Linked DNA regions of Xenopus laevis: region 2 is linked to region 1. A link is a contact called in public Hi-C data. All regions are on one chromosome and are shown on one strand. Each heading gives the region's core, a stretch centred on a gene start, on an enhancer-like site or on the middle of the called end of the contact. The rest is flanking DNA. Distances are from core to core; before and after follow the strand shown.

The links. Hi-C and Micro-C count contacts between places; a contact is called where the count stands out from the background.
Region 2: a contact with region 1 is called in a Hi-C map of the XTC cell line, with 1.7 times the contacts expected there. The contact joins the promoter of c2orf76.L here to the enhancer-like site in region 1. A contact is called at or near these places in 2 of 4 Hi-C or Micro-C datasets (the XTC cell line and animal cap).

Annotation. Positions count from the first base shown.
Region 1 is chr9_10L:55,659,679-55,662,378 of Xenopus_laevis_v10.1, reverse strand. No RefSeq gene overlaps it. Among protein-coding and RNA genes, the nearest start is that of LOC108701234, 16 kb to the left of the region's middle. Within about 2 kb of position 1,273, at least 1 of the 7 cell types and tissues checked has an H3K27ac peak or open chromatin away from gene starts, as enhancers often do.
Region 2 is chr9_10L:55,712,193-55,714,892 of Xenopus_laevis_v10.1, reverse strand. c2orf76.L (chromosome 2 open reading frame 76 L homeolog) reads left to right here and starts at 1,310. Exons shown (of 6, transcript NM_001092912.1): 1 at 1,310-1,395; 2 at 1,914-2,053. The coding sequence starts at 1,921.

The DNA of each region.
Region 1 (2,700 bases), core at 24-2,523:
CGCTGTGGGTGCAAAAGTTACTGGACCTCTTTGCAGGTCACTTGTCATCCCTTCCCCTTGAAAGCCATGGGGCTGCAGGGATCTGACAAAGGGACCCCCCTAGCCTCGTGGCGAATGGGGGCTGAAGACCCTTTCCTTCTGCTGGCTTTTTGGCTGAGGAGGTTGCGTATAAAGGGTTCCACCCAAGTCCTTGTACCCCTTAGAGAATCCTTTTTTTTTTTACTTTGTGCCGTGTGATTAAGGAGATGGAGACTTACTTTTCTTAAAGCTTGTCCTATTGTTCCACTTTTGCACTTTATGTGGGTTGCATGTTTTTTGCACTGGTATGATCACAAGCAATGGCTCTGTGCTTCAATTAAAAAATGGTGCCTTCTACTTTAGTATTGTGACACTCCTTCATCTGCAAGAATAATAATGGCGCCTTCTTAGTTACTAGTGTGACACTCCTCCCTCTGTGAGTAGAATAATGACACTCTTTACTAATGTGACACACCTCCCTCTTTGAGTAAAGGATCCTTTTTAAGCAATGTGATCCACCGTCCCCCTCTGTGTGTAAAATAATGGTGCATTTTCTGTAACTAATGTCTCACTACTCCAAGTGTGCCATGAAGGCCAATTATTGCCACTTTACACTTTTGTGTGTCATAGAAATGGTGATGTCATTCAAGAAGTTCAGTGGACCCTGTAAGTTGGGGGCCATACAAATCCATGGGGGGGGGGACAGGTCGTCCATAGTCCTTCATTTACATGGCGCTATGCTTGGGAAATAGTTTTTGAAGTGCAGAAGGAGGCACTCGTAGTCGTACAGGCCCGGACTGGCAATCTGTGGGTTCTGGCAAATGCCAGAGGGGCTGCTATAAGGTGCCACAGAAAGTCACTATTTAGTGGGCTGGTGGGGGCTGATTGGGCCTCTGTGTACCTGAAATGGGTCTATTTTAATTCTCAGTCCGGACCTGCACTCGTGTAACTATTTTATTCAACTTCCATAATTGGGGGAGCAATAATTTGACTCCCTTGCTAATTTGCCTCCCCAGGTGTTTCTGGGCCAAAGGCTTTCAGATCTGAGCCTTTGATTTCATTGGAGTTGAAAACCTATTCATCTAAAATGCAAATTGTTCTTGTTTGCATACGCCCCAGGAAGAGAGGGGCCCTGGTGCCCGGAGCCTTCGCTTCTTGGCAGATTGCCTTTCAACTCTCTGCAGCCGCCCGAGACTCCTCCAGGGCTCAGTAAGTGGAAGCGATTTAGGATTTTTGATGATAAAACAGGCTTTTTAGTTGTTTTACCCCAGGCACCTTATTCTCTTCTTGCTGCTGCCACTTAAACGTGCCTGGGTATTGTCACAGTCATCTGTCACTCAAAGGGTTACAGGAATATTAACCCTGCACTTACACAAATCTATTTCATTGTGTTCCCAGGAAGCATGGGACTGGATTCTATTAGGGGAGCTGAAACCCAAGTCCTGGCACCATTTAGACATCAGCACCAAATCAATACCATATTGAACTCCTTCTGTCAGAGTCGAAACTGCATTTTCTGCAACTCAGCTTCTCCCCCATAAGGAACCCTGAGTCCCCAACAGGCAGTGACTCAGAGACCACTCAAATCTGACCCACTGGCACTTGGGCCAAAAAGATACTTAGCTAACAAAGGGCAAGAAGTTGTGGGCAAATAGGAGCGGTCGCTCTCAGTTCAAGCAAGGACATCAGCACCATCACTGACCCTTTACTAACATCTATGGGATATGCCAGTTGGACAGAACTGGTCGGGAGAACCATTAGAAGGGGACACAGAGGGGATGAAGCATGAGAAAGGGACAGGGTGGGAGGAATTATTAGAAGGAGACACACAGAGATTAAATCATGATAAATGGACAGGGTAGGGGGAAATCATTATAAGGGGGCACAAAGGGGTTAAAGCACAAGCAAGGAATAAGGTAGGGGGCACCATTAGAAGGGGACACAGAGAGAAAGGAGCATGAGAAAGATCAGGGGGAAGCATTAGAATGAGACACAGAAAGAATGAATCATGAGAAAGGGATAGAGCAGGGGGAAGCATTAGAAGGGGAAACAGTTAGAATGAAGCATGATAAAGGGGCACAGCAGGGGGGAAACATTAGAATGGAAAGAATAAGGGAACAATTAAAGGGGACATGTGTGTATAAAGAGGTTCCCAAAACATTTTTTAACCTGATGTGCCGAAGGTAATGTTTGCGTTGTACAACCAATTGGACCACAAACATGTATTTTCCTTAAGGTGGTACTGACTGTCCCTTCTCAACCTGTCAGGTTTCCTAATGTTAACGGATTACTGCTGCACAATTATGGCAGCCTACACATAGAGGAACATGGGGGACAAGATAATGTAAAAACATCGGGGAAATACTTGTATGGCTAAATTAGGATTAGCATGCTATGATAGATGTAAAAATTGGTTTAATTTCTGGTGTCAGTATCTCTTTAAATTCATTTGTTCTTCCTGAAAAAGTTGATCAAAGGGATTCTGTGGCGGGAAAACATGTTTTTTTTTCCGGTTAATAATGCTGCTCCAGCAGAATTCTGCACTGAAATGCATTTTTAAAAGAGCAAACTATTTTTTTTGTATTTATTATATTTATTGTTAGTTTTTCAGGTGCCCTCATGCCATGTGTCTTGTGCTCTGATAAACTTCAGTCACTCTTTACTGCTACACTGCAATTTGGA
Region 2 (2,700 bases), core at 61-2,560, 52 kb before region 1:
AGTTTGGTAAGATTCTTTAATATGCCACTTAATATGATATAAACTATCTGTTACTTAAGTGTTCATTTTGGGGGTATAGTTTTCCTTTAACTACCAAACGCAACACGACATACAGTACCACATTTCTCACCCACTTAATTCGATCTTGCTCACTCCCACACCTTGTGTATTACTCCCTTCCCTTTAGAGTGTACGCTCTTTTGCAAAGGGCCTTCCTCTCCTTTTGAACCTTATTTATTGTGATGTATGTAGCTCCATATGTGCTATGTATATAATTCATGTGATTTAGTTGTATAATCACATTTACATTTACAGTGCACAATATGTTGGCGCTATACAAATACATGTTAATAATAATAAAAACACAAAATGTTTCAAAAACCTTTGGCACTGAGTGCAAATGAACTGTGAAATTCTGCTGGCACCTAAAGGGTTAAATTTCCCTTGCGCCAATCCCCATTTCTACAGTTCCGATGATGAAAATTTGTACGAATAAAAGGGAGGGGACGACAAACGTCAGCGGGACTGGGGGGTCCCCACTATGTAAATCCGGCCCAGAGTAACAAGCTGAGTCGCCCTGTAGAACTCTGGGCTAGTGATATGCGGGTCAGGGTTTTCCTGACCTGCACCCGACCCTAACCCGCCCTGCTGCAACCCGCACGCACCATCGCTTCCGGGGTCCTTTTATAGACCCGTGCCGCCCTGCCAATGACATCACAAAAGGGGCGTGGCGAGCAGACGCAGACTATAAAACCAGAACCCTTAAGTCAGCTGCCGGCATTTGAAGGTGGTGGGCTGGAAGAGCAGGAGAAGAACTCAACCCGCACCCGCGAGGACCTATGGGTATCGGGTCGGCCCGTACATCACTACTCTGGTCGCTTTGTACTTGGCACGCTGCACCTTCTCACTCATACAGTTGCATAAATAATAATTCTGTTACATTGTATCTTTAGCAGAAACTGGGTTACACTGTATCTATAGCACCTGTAGTTCCTGGTCTGTATCTGGGTTACACTATGTATCTATAGCCCTAACTAAAAAAAAACAAACAAAAAACCAAACAAACTGGGATATATTGTATCTATAGCATAGCACCAACTGGGTTACACTGTATCTCAAAGCTTCACCGCTCATCCTCGGTTTGCTGCGCATGCGGCCCTTTGGAACGCACAAATAACTTGGCTCTGAGCCGCAGACCTTCGGCATTCTCCGTTCTCAAGTCGTTAAGCCCGCCCACCCCCAATAGTAGCTCAGTAAGCTCAGAAGGGTTGTCCCTTTCTGCGATCCGTACTTCAATGAGGCGAAGACGCTGTATTATAAACCCATTCATGCAGTAATTTGAAATGCTTCATATTAAGCGTGAATAAGCCAGTGAGAACTGTGTGATTACCGCAAGTGAGTACCTAAGTAGGTGGTTAGTATTGCGGTGAGCAACTGAGCCCCCGAGCTACTTTGTGAACATCTCAGTGACCGTAAAGTACGAGTGAATGAGTGAATATCCCAGTGACTACTAAGTTGGGGGGGGGGGGTAAGTGTGAGTATCCCCATAAGTACCTGGGGGGGGGGGAGGAAGTGTGACAGTATCCTGGTTAGCTCACTACCTGGGGGAGTATTGCAGACAGTGAGTTATTTGAGGGCACATCAGTGGGCCTGGAAACAGCTTCATGTTTGCCGAGATGAGAGTAATTTTGGGATGAGGTATATGCTCCTAGGGGGTGGGTTATGCAGGGGCGCCCAGGAGGTATAGGGGGGGTTCATGAGGCCATAATTCATATACAATTTCAATAATTATTGGTAAAACAGGCCAACTTCTAGACATTTTGGGGGCCTGAAAAATAATTTGCTGTGGGGCCCAGTAATATCTAGTTACACCACTGGCTGGTGGTGGTTCATGACTACGTGTCTGATTGCAGGTTTCCCATGATGTCCCAGGGTGTGACTGTCACGGTGCGTTTGGTTCGGTCTTTTGAGCATCGGAACTTCCGGCCGGTGGTTTACCATGGAGTGAATCTGGATCAGAAGGTGCAGGAATTCATAATGCAGATAAATGATGGTATATGGCTCCTCCTACTTTGCATCTTGGGGGTGGGGGAACGGGTGGGCTGGATTGGATGCAGTAATTACTATCCCTGCAGAGCCTTAGTTTTATGGGCAAAGTATGGCAGGTGCCCCATTGGTGATACAGAGCAGGAACTTCAGGGGCAAGTCCCACAAAAACAGGGGCACCCCGTTATATCCAGGTGTCTTGTGGGACCCACTAACTTAAGTGCAGGAACTGATGTCAAAATGCTCACAGTTGCAGTGTGGAAATGAGGCTGAATGAGTGTGAGCAGAATGCATCAGTCACTCACAAGATTGAGAATTCTGAGACGTGACTTTTACAGTTAAGGGGGGAACTAAACCATTTCCAAGTCCTGCTTGTATTGACTCCAGTGAACTGGTTGGTCTGAGGTTGCTATCCTTAAGGTGGCCATACACAGGCCAATATAAGCTGTCGTCAGATTGTGGGCAGCATTATCTGCCTGATGTTGCCCACCTCAATCACCCATCTTTGTATGTATGGCGGCCAGCTTTATATCCATATTACAGCCCCCCCACAGGGTTAATGCTTGCTCAGTACCATGTTCAACCGTTCATTGTGTTTTCACTGTGGCCCCTATGGGCCATGCAACTGCTTAATTTTGGGTGAAAATGCGACTG